Regions from separate parts of the Sus scrofa genome. Here regions 2 and 3 are each linked to region 1. The links are chromatin contacts, called in public Hi-C and HiChIP or PLAC-seq maps. All regions are on one chromosome and are shown on one strand. The core of a region is the stretch at or near the end of the contact, and the rest is flanking DNA. Distances in the headings are between cores, read along the strand shown. Region 1 holds the start of ZNF280D (zinc finger protein 280D). Region 2 holds the start of TCF12 (transcription factor 12). Region 3 has its middle 22 kb from the start of TCF12.

Evidence for each region. A called contact is a pair of places that touch in the nucleus more often than the background predicts. HiChIP or PLAC-seq counts read pairs in DNA pulled down with a chosen protein or histone mark.
Region 2: a Hi-C map of skeletal muscle shows a contact between it and region 1, with 7 times the contacts expected there. The contact joins the promoter of TCF12 here to the promoter of ZNF280D in region 1. A contact is called at or near these places in 7 of 47 Hi-C or Micro-C datasets (embryonic fibroblasts, fetal heart ventricle, heart right ventricle and 3 more) and 1 of 2 datasets of contacts at active chromatin or transcription factors (alveolar macrophages).
Region 3: a contact with region 1 is called in an H3K27ac HiChIP or PLAC-seq map of alveolar macrophages. The contact joins the enhancer-like site here to the promoter of ZNF280D in region 1. A contact is called at or near these places in 4 of 47 Hi-C or Micro-C datasets (embryonic fibroblasts, fetal heart ventricle, psoas muscle and 1 more) and 2 of 2 datasets of contacts at active chromatin or transcription factors (alveolar macrophages and skeletal muscle).

What each region holds. Positions count from the first base shown.
Region 1 is chr1:115,218,180-115,221,731 of Sscrofa11.1, forward strand. ZNF280D (zinc finger protein 280D) reads left to right here and starts at 1,839. Exons shown (of 21, transcript XR_002344724.1): 1 at 1,839-2,028.
Region 2 is chr1:115,054,552-115,058,103 of Sscrofa11.1, forward strand. It overlaps TCF12 (transcription factor 12), which reads right to left and starts at 1,812. Exons shown (of 21, transcript XM_021094696.1): 1 at 1,469-1,812; 2 at 413-509. The coding sequence starts at 487.
Region 3 is chr1:115,076,853-115,080,404 of Sscrofa11.1, forward strand. No RefSeq gene overlaps it. Among named protein-coding and RNA genes, the nearest start is that of TCF12, 22 kb to the left of the region's middle. Within about 2 kb of position 1,974, at least 78 of the 83 cell types and tissues checked have an H3K27ac peak or open chromatin away from gene starts, as enhancers often do. A contact at or near this core is called in alveolar macrophages, embryonic fibroblasts and skeletal muscle, where this site is marked.

The DNA of each region.
Region 1 (3,552 bases), core at 589-3,088:
TGATTTGACCCTAGTCTGGGAACTTCCATATGTCACATGTATGGCCCTAAAAAAAAAAAAAAAAAAAGTGAAAAAAAAAGGAGGTGAGGGTAATTCTGATAGTTTTAGGCTAGTTGTAGTAATCTTGGACTTGGGGGTGGTGGTTATTCCATCCAAATTTTGATGAACACAATAGAGTTGTGGAATAGAAGCTGCGAAATCACCTATATCCATTACAGTCAGAGTAGCAGATGATCTCACTCTAGGAGAATCAGTACTGTGAAGATACTTAGCATATAGAGAATGTCAAAGAGTAGGAAATATAAAAAGTCAGAGGAAGAGAAGCACTAAAAAGTGATGGGAAGGTGTGGACAGTATGTCAAGAGAACCAAGACAGCTGTGTTCTAGAAGCCAAGGAAGGAGTATGAGGATTGAGGAGTCAAGTAAAAACCATCCAATTTACTTTTTGTGTGTTGATTTCATACTCACCAGACATCTTTGAAAATTTGGCTTCTCATGTAAATGTTTCTTTTGAGTGAAAATGTGTACACAGTTTTCTTGTCTCCGTAGCAGTTATGATTTTCATGGGGAAAGAAAAAAAAGGAGATAAACTGGTTTATACATCAGTGTCTAGTTAAGTTTGGTTGGCATGAATCATCCCACTGGATTCAAATTGGCTCTGGGGGCTAACAACATTAAGTTTCTGTCTCTGCAAACTGAGGACCAGACTGTAGAAAACAGTGTGAAATCCTAAATTCATCCTCATTTTGTAACATATTTTGCAAATCATTAGGAACTATATTTGAAACATCTGAAATATGACTTAAGAATGTTCTAAGATTTTTGAACTTTTAGTTTTCCATTAGTTTTATTTTGATTATTCTATCTTTTCCTATGAAGTTTATTTCCAGTGCCAAGAAGAAAAGGAAAGATGGGCCATTTGGGAGAAGAGTAGGTCCTGGTCATCTGTAGCCATTCCAGGTTTTTAGGACTAATTTAAGTGGTCTTTGAGGAAGACTGATCTGGGAATGGTAATTAATAAAGAAACAACTGTAATGATAACTGCCAGAGAAGAGCTGGGGACACTCTGGTTGAGAAAGATGAAACTAATTCAAATAGGCAGGAAGAATTAGTATGCTCCAGTAACTGAACGGTTAATGCAGTGGCTGGTGTACATTAAGCAGCGCTAATGAGACAAGATTTCAAATCCAGGTCACTCTTGAGACCGTGACCACTACTGCCATCCATCCTGTGAGGGCAACTGAGAAAGGAAACTTTCCGTACATATCAGAACCTATATCCATTAGAGTATTACATACAGTACAATACATTAGCAAGTATTTATGCAAGCAGTATTTTAGCACGTGTTCTTGTAAATGCACATATATATATTTAGTAAAGTTATTACAGGTATCTTTTTTTTTTTTTTGTAAAGTTGTTAAAGGCTGTTAGGAACTAAAGGAGACAAGCAAACTCGCATGTATAATACAAATTTGGCAAAATTAGCCAATTATTAGAAGAGCCGTCTCCATTTCTTTTTCTCGTCTGTTGCGTGGTCTTCGCCGCTGAGGCACAGAATTTCTTTTTAATGGCGCCTCTCTTTCTAAACCTTCTTACTTTCCAAGCCTGCGGAGAACTAGCTGTTACACATGGGGAGCCCCCAGAACTCGCGTTTCCATATCTTTAGATTCGACGCGGCCCAGGCTTCGGAGCTGTGCCTGGGGCCCTGGCCCTGGCCCTGGGCCTCTGCAGGAGCGTGGTAGTGCTCCGTGGCCTTCGAGGGCCCGCGACGCGACGCACATGCCCACGTCCGCCTCCCGCATCTGCAAGAATAAAGGGAGCCCGGACGCGCGGAGGCTGACCCGGAGCCTACCCATGAGGCAGCGCGCCGGCTCCACGAGAGCTCCCCCCCTGCCCACAGCTCGGCTGCCTGCTCCGCAATGGGAGCCGCCGCCGTCGCTGCTGTGTAGTTTTTCGTGCTCCTCCTTTTCCTCCTCCTCTTTCTCCTCCTCCTCAGGGCCCCAGTCAGGCCGATCCGCTCCGCTCACGGTAAGCGCCCCCCGCCCCCGCCCGCCCTCGCCCGCCCCGCGCTGCAGCAGGCAGAGGCCCTCCCGCGCGGCCTGCGCGGCCCCACTCCGGGGGCGCCGGGCTGGGGGTGTCGAGGCCGGCGCGGGTCGCCGAGAGCGCCCAGGGCGCGGGGGAAGAGACCGGCTGCGCGGCGGTGGCCGGACCGCCATCTTGCGCTGGCCCCGGCGGGGGAGGGATCCCGCCGCGACGCGGCAGCCGGCTCGGGGCCGCAGGCCGGGGCCGCGCAGGCCGCCGCCGCCGCCTCCTCCCCGCCTCGCCTCCCAGGACCTGTTTGCCCCTGGTCTGGTTTGGGCTTTCCTCTTCGGAGGCTACTCCACTGGTCTTTCTTACGTTTTGTGCTGATGTTTGGCGGGGACTTACGCTCCTCTCCTTCCAGCGCTCCCCCGAGTCTCTTCAGTCAGAGGCAGAGACCAAAGGGGCTGCATAACTTGGAGGCCTCGGGGACCTTAGGGCCTAGGTTCCTCGGCCCAGGTGACCAGTCATTCCCCGCTCACATCCTCTTTCCTGTGAAAGGACTTCCCCGCTCTGCCCTAGACGTCCCGTTATTGTCTGCGGGAAAGGGGCCCTGAGGAGCGCAGTGGACTTGGATACACAATTTCCTAACTGAGCTTGCAGATTTCCCTTGGTGAGACGGAAAGAATGAGCTCACTCTGAGGTTTTATCCTGCTTTTAGAGGTGGAAGGAGTTCCTCCCAACTTATCTCAAGTGTTAACGCCTTTATGGAGAAATCAGCTAGAGAGGAGAAACGTCAAAGTGAAGCCGCTTCTGCAAGCACGGGAGACCTTCGTCCAAAGGGTTTCTCTTTGTTTGCAATGAGGTGTTTTTTTTTTTTTTTTTAAAAAAACCAAACCTGTGAACTTAAACCTTATTTATTCATTGTTTTCAGGTTTGAACTGTGTATTGAGAATTTGACGTTCTCTATCGGCATTAAACATAAAATTGAAACCTAAGAGGAGAGATTTAAAGCACAAAAGCTATCTATCTCTCCGCATTTGTGAGATGTCCTGCATTGGGTCATTACCGTGTCAACTCAAGCTGTACCTAAGCAGAAACTTATTGTGCCTGTCACCAAGGCGCAGGTTTGCTGAGCGAATTAAGTTGGGCCTGTGTGCTCTCGATGTTTTTAAAGCATCGGTACAAATACTATTATAATTTTATCTTGCATTTGTATTAGTCACTGCTAACTCCTTACCACTTGCGCAGTGTTGTGTGTGTTGATAGGACTGATTTTGAAGATGAAAGAGAGCTCAGGGTGAGAGATCTTTAATGAAGTCATGGCTGGGAAGTGATAAATCATTTCTATAATCTTAGGTCTTCTGATTCTTCATTCAGTGCTCAATTGACTATATTACTATTATTATTTTTTTAATGAGAACAAGGTGAGTGAGGAGGAGAGCAAAGGAGGCTCACCTATAAAATTTAAGAAATTCTATTCCATTGCCACCTCTTTTGCATTTTTATTTTTATGAGTTCATTTATTAATTT
Region 2 (3,552 bases), core at 562-3,061, 160 kb before region 1:
TTACTAGCTTTCTTGCAACTGACATCTTTCAGGTACCATAAACTATAGCACATCTTAGTAAGGCAAATTGATTAGGAATGCTGAAAAAAAATTTTTTTTTCTTTTTTCAAATTTTTTTTTCAAAATCCCTAATAATCATCAGGGTCAGAGGGTGACTCAACCAAAGCTCATGATTAACGTTGTTCTCCTTTTAACTGGTTAAATCAAATGACCCCTCTGGCATTTAAAGTTTTAAATCTGCAAGTCTAGACATTACATCAAAGTTCAGGTGTCCAACTTGGGGGAGCTGGACTCCAGCCCTGAGAACTACTGCTCAAAGCAGATGGAGTTAATGCTGCCTAGCCGCTCTCCCCCCCTTTCTTTTTCTGTAAACCTCAGCAGAACCCCAAGATGCCACGGAAAGCTCTCATACCGCACTGAAGTCCAGCAGGTCGCTCAGCTCCTTGTCGGTCCCTATAGCGGCCATGCGCTGCTGTTGGGGATTCATCTTGGGCCACTTCTAGTAGGTCCTAAGGCAGAGGAAAAAGGCTCAGCAAGAGAGCACCGAGGCCCAAAGTGTTTACGGGGATGGACAGGGGCGTAGGAGAAGAAGAAAAGCACCGGGCTAATACCCTTCTCATTCCCCACCACTGTAAGAGCAGGGGGCAGAAGAGCCCGGCGTCCGCGCCCGGTCCGTGATTCCACGCGTTTCCTGGCGCGGCCCGGGAGCGACGCTGCGGTTCCCGCAACTCGCCGCCTCTCCCGCAAGTTTCCAAGCCCGTCCCTGCCCCCTCCCCGGCGCCCCCCACCCCGCTCCACCGCCGGGTGCCGGGCGCGCGGGGCCTGGCCGGGGCGGGGGTCTCGAGGGGCGGGGTGAGGGGCGAATGGGCATCCAGCGAGCCGAGCGGCGGCGAGGGGAGCAGCGAAGTGACTCACTGGATCCGCAACAATAGAACTGACAAGTTGCACGGAATGCGCCGCTCGAAGGCCCGCGTTTGCGGCCGCCGCCGCCCGGACGTCCCCGGCGGGCCCAGGGGGTCGGAAAGCACCCCCGGCGCATCGGAGGAGCGTTTTTAAAAAGAAAACAGAAACACCGACAACTAGTCTCGCTCTCGGCCGGCGTCCTCCTCCCCCGGCTCGGCCTCCTCCCACTTTTGCTGCCCTGCCCGCGGCCGGCCGGCCCCGGACCTGCCTAACAATGAGCCTGGCTCGGCAGCCGAAGAGCCCGCTCTTGCGCGCGCCCCGGAGCCCAGCCGAGCGGGGCGCGCAGGCCGAGCGCGCCGCCCGCGGGCCTGGCCGTCCGCGACTCTCGCCTCCGCCCCCACTCCACTCCCCAACTTGCAGAGGACCCGGGGCTCGCCTCTGTACAAAGGGGCGCGGAGTTGCGGCGCGGGCCGGGGGCGCCTCCGCTCTGGCAGGGACGCGGCGGCGCCCCGCAGCCCCCATCCCCGCCACGGCGTCCCCCTCCCGTTCGCCGGCCCGTAATTACCTGCCGCCCCGTCTCCGCATCCAACCACCCCGATTAAAGTTCACTTTGGCCAGGAGTGCGGGCTCGGGCTTCCCCTCGCACCGCCCGGCGATTCGGCTCACTTTGCCCCGCGCAAGCTCTCGGATCCGGGCGGGGGAGGCGGCTCTCGGGCCTGGCCGCCCCTTCCTACCGGGGCGGGCTGACGGTCCCCCCGAATAGAACTTGTGGGTCTCCTCAGGCGGACATTTTTTTCGCTGAGGCGGCCTCAGCACCACGCTCGGCTCGGCTTCGGATCCCTCCGCGCCGGGAAGAGCCCCGGGTTAACCCCTTCGTCCCCGATCCGCTCCCGCCGCCTGCGCCGAGGAAGTGGGGCCAGCGAGGGGGCGGGGAGGAGCCGGCGGGAACGGGGAGGGGCCGCCGCGCAGCCTGTGGACAAAGCCCGCGGTGGGGTGAGGCGGGCCGGAGTCGGAGCTGGCGCCGGCGGGGAGGGGCCGGAGGTAAGCGCAGGCACCCCGCGAGGCAGGGCCGGGCAGCCTGTGGAGAATGCCTGGTCTGGGCCCGTGGAGACGGGCTTCGGGCACTGTGGCGCCTCCCCCGGCTTGTCCTGCTCCTGCTTCCCGCCCCGAAGCGAAGCGGCGGAGACGCAACAGCAGTCGCATCTGGATCCGCTGCCCAGGCCACCTAGCCCGAGGCCGCAGAGCCCTGAGATGTTGCAGTTCCCGAGCGAGCCGCGCTGGACGCCGGACGCCGCGCTCGGCCTGGCCTGGAGCCTCAGGCCCCGGGAGGCTGCTGAGTACTCGAGCGGAAGAGGCATGCTTGAAGAAGGGAGACCGGCCACCTCGATCGGCTCTTGGAGCAGGTACGGTGGTCAAATTCGTTGCTGAGCGGAATGCAGAAGAGGCGAAATCTCCCTCAAACCACGCCAAGCAACGTGGCCTTCAGGTTCCCAAACATTACACTCACTCAGGTCCTCACGTCTACAATCACCTCTTGCCATCTGAATCCCATTTGAGGCCACCGAGTTGCACAGCAGGATGTGGTCTCGGAAATGGATGGGATCAGTCCCTTCATTTAACGGCCCAGGGAGTTTCTATACCATAGCCACTGCCTTGCAAGTTCTGAATTTGACCTGAAGAAGCCCCAAACGGAGGAAAGAAGACAACTAAACCTCAATTTCTTCCTATCAGGATATCAAAGGTTTTCTCCGACTCAGCAACTACAGTGAAAACCAGTGAGACCCAAGCCAAAGAAACACTGTGAGGAAAGAAGACAAATCAAAAGAAACAAATTGAAGGATGCAGTCAGTCCTTTAAGGACAACAACCTGGCAAGAAGGAGTTATCGGAGCTCAGATGTGCATAGAAACAAGGAGCTAGATCCAACTGCGAATATGCAAGTTCTGTGCTTTATTACAACCCGAGTTATCCAGCGGAAGAAGGCAGTTGTAGCTTGGGGATAAGGGTTTCCATGACGTTGTCAACATCTACTCCCGGTATCTTGTGCCAGATCCGGTGCTAGGCTCCCCTGTATCCACTCCCCCTTATCTAGGTAAACACCCAGCCCCCTTCTTGGTGTCACATCCATGGCCTGGCTGCTTACTGGAGAATGTGGTGCCAGCAGAAGTAAATTAGGAAAACTCCAACCTAAATAAATCAGCATAGTCCCATTCCCTGCTGCAGTTGTTGGTTGGCAATGTACTTGACACAATTTGGGCCAGTGCTGAAGCTTTAGGGAAAGTTTTTGATTGTTGGCTTTATGTTGCAAGAGCGCTTCAGAGCAACCTCCTTCTTCTGTATGTACTCAAGAAATCCAGGAGCAAAAACAACCAAAAAATGTGAAGGAATATCACCAGCATATTGTATGGAAAAACAAAAATCAAGAAAGCCATCTTCCAACCACCAGGTCCAGCCAGGTTAAAATAAAGCAGACATGGAGAAAGCATAGACAGAAAAAGATATGATCTTTAGTGATGTTTTTGAGTCTATGATCAAACAGCTTTTGAACCCAGATCTCCCTTTATTGATTGAATCAACAGGATTAGAGTTTTGTTCTATTTGTATACTAATGTGTTATAAGGGATATAGGCCCAATAGCCATTTTTTGTAG
Region 3 (3,552 bases), core at 724-3,223, 140 kb before region 1:
ATCTTGAACTTTTCAATTATGTGAGCTAATAAATCCTCTTCCCTGTTTAAACCAATTTGAGCTGGATTTTATGTCACGTGCAACCATAGATCCTTACTGAATCAATACTAAGTTGTGTGAGGATAGATCCGTAAATAAGCATGCACAAAAATAATTGAACATGAATAAACTTCAGGGACAGACCCAACTAAAATCGAAGGTGTAGACTGAGGAGTGGTTTACAGTTTAAGAGGGAAGTAGATGGGGGCAAGAGCTTGAAAATCAGTCAGAAGAGTAAATTTAATGGACTAGAAAAATATAGCCATGAACTTATTGAAGCATGAAGAGATGTGCTTAAAGTAAAGATTTAGAATGATTATTCTGGCAGGTGATTGGAGCAGAGCCCAAAGAAAGTCAGAAATACCATCTCCAACTGTTCTTCCTGCTCATTGCACAGCATTCACTTTGGCCTCCTTGCTTCCTACTAATTCAAACTCACCAGTCTCTGGCCTCTAAACCTTTGCACTTGCCCTGAAAAGGGCTTCGCCAAGACTGCCGTTTGGCCTGGTCCCTCATTTCATTCAGATCACTATTTAAACGTTACTTCATCAAAGAGGCCCTTCTAGACCAACTTAGCTAAAACATAAACTCACTACATCCACCTGCATCCTTGTGTGTCCTTCTACTCTGCTTTGTCTTCACAGTACTTGTCACTACATATTATATTGTATATCTATTTGTAAATGTATTACCCCACTGGATGAACTGCAACGAGATTCCATAAGTGCAGATATTGTTTTATTCACTGATATATCCCTACTAAGTACAACAGAACCTGGCATATAGAAAGTCCCCGATGAATGCTTGTTTGATGATGAATGAATGAAATACAGTAAATGGGACAAAAAAATCATAAGAGGGCTGAGCCAGTCTCTTAAATTCCTAGAATATTCCTATTATCTCAGTCAAAAACTCTGCTTTAAGCTCCCACTTTTGCTCCACCTCCAAAAGGGCAGGGAATTAGGGAGGTTTGCTACTGCTAAAGCAAGGAGTTGAGATATTTTCCCAGATGATTCTGGTAAGAATGCTACTTTCTCCTGAGTTACCCCGTTAAGAAGATACATGTCCAATTCCAGACTGGACTGGGTTTTTTGACCACCTCAGCTCCGAGTAGAGCCCTGAGAGAAAAACGAAGTAGTGGTGTTTCAAAGTCTCAAAGGTTCCAAGGTATTTCTCTTCCCAGGTGGATTTCAGAATGATGACAACTTGAGGGGGCAGGAGTCACACACTAAGCGGCAAAGGGCACCGGGGGCGGTTTCCACTGATCCTTCGTTACCACCCAGCTTTCTACCGCGGCCTGCACGTCAACGCTTCAGGGGACGGTGGTGCTTCCACCAAGTTTTCCTCCCCGGCCACTGGTCCCACCCGCCCCTCCCACTTCAGGCTCAGCCTCTGATTTCCGCTGATCGCGGCTGGAGAGAGCCCGGAATCCAATTACTTTCCCCAGGGAGCACAATCCACCAGCCGGGTCGCCAAGAGGTGGGGGTGGGGGGTCGAAGAGCCGCAGAAGCCGCCCCTCCCCCGCCGCCCGGGCCTTTGGGCCCCGCAGCCCCGGGCGGGGCAAGCAGAACCTTGGAGAGGAGCGCAGCACCGCCGCCGGGACTATTTGTCCTTCCGCGCGGGGCGCTGCGGCCCCGCGCCGACGTCGACCCGGCTGAGTGGCAGGAGATTAGCCAAGGGTTTCCCCCGCCGCGCGCCCCCGGCCAATCGGCGCCGCGCGGGCGGTGCTGGGGGGCGGCGCACACGCACATTCCAGAATCCACGCCTCACACGAACATCCTCAGTCCCGCGCACGCTCCCCTTCCCGCCCCGCCCTTTCGGCGGCACGCGCTGCTCCTCGGGGCCATCTCCTGGTCTGGACCTGGACCCGGTCGTTTGGGGGCCTTGATGCTGCTTTCCAAAGTGAAAGTGAAATGAGGAAGGAAGGAAACCCAGTGGTCTGTTGGAGAAGGGTAATTAGCATCTGTGTAAAGGTTTACACTAAGGTTCCGCCGCCGTCAGGCTCGCTTCACAGACTGAAGTGAAGCCACGGAGAGTGTCATTGAGGAGGAAAGAGGACCTCCCCCCCGCCCAACTCTTGAGAGAATGGGTGGAGAACTCTTCCCATCTCCTTGAGTGTTCTCTGGTCAGAGGAACTTAAACTGGTGGATTAAGTTCACTTGGTTTTTGGCTGCGGTCAGAACACATGATACCGCCATTCTCCGTCTGGGGGGGAAAACCCGACAACATTCTCTCCTGCACACAGTGCCAGGCTTATGAGGCCACATCTGACATGCCCGCTTGAAGGAGAAAGTGCTCTATTGTGCCTTGTTTTCTCTTTTGAATCACGTCCTCCTGAGACTGTGGCTGACCCTTAGGCCCATGGCGTTCTTGAATGTGATTGACATGCGTGATTAGCAGGCTAGTGAGAGAGAACCAGGGAAATTGCTGTCAAAACAATTACATACATGGACATCAGAACAATGACTTGGAAGCCCCCAGGGACTTAGAGACCATCCTAGCTCTGCAATGGATGCCCTCTGGGACTGTGGCCAAGTCAGATCATCTCTTTGTGTCTTCGTTTCTTTCTGGTAAGTTAAAACCGTTCTTAATGATCCCAATTTCAAAGTATATCATAAAAATAAACTTAGAAAACTGAGGTGAAAATATGGAAGGTTTTGTTTTTGAGGAAAAGTGGTGGTGATGGCTGAAAGACACTGAACAGAAGACCCTGTAAAAGGAAGCCATTTCACCGTCACCCAACAGCCTGGTCATTTAAGTTAAATGTAATACACATATATTGACACTAACTGTGTAGATGCGGACTTCTAAGCTTCCTGCTGTCTGATCTTCATGAGAATTATATTTATTGGAAAAAAAATCCATGTATAAGTGGACCGGTAAAGTTCCACCCCATATTGTTCAAGGATCAGTTTGTGTTGTAAATCCACACTAATTCCTGAGTTTGAGACCTTAGCCCATGCCCTCACCAATTCCCGTCACCAAGCCTTGACCATTTTCATTTGCTTGTCTGTGTCTGTTCAAGGGCCACAAGGCATTGCTAGATACTGATACAGAATGGTGCTCTGGTTGTAGCTCCCCACTTGAGCCTAAGCTGTGGCTTGGGGTTCAGACAAGTATGGGTGTGTCTGCGGAACTGCTGGGACAAAGTTCCAGAAGCCTATTGACCCTAGTGACTGAGGAGGTTCCTAGGATAGAACGTGTCCTCAGGGAAGGAGTCTAATCCAGTGAGCTTGAGCCGGAAACAAAGACTAAGTCGTGAGAAGGGAGAGGACCTTTTGCATCCAGTTCTGTATCTCCTGGCCCTTCCTGTCCAGTAGGGTTGGGGACAGGATGGGGAAGGGTAAAAAAAGATCAACGCTATGAATAAAAGCTAAAATAACTATTTCAGACTTTTCAAATCCCACATTTCACATTCATAACACATGCTCTCACCTTTACTAGAAAAATCAAGCTATCAACAAAACAGAAAACCAGACTAGAGGTGGCTTGAAAAATATGGAATTTATTAGC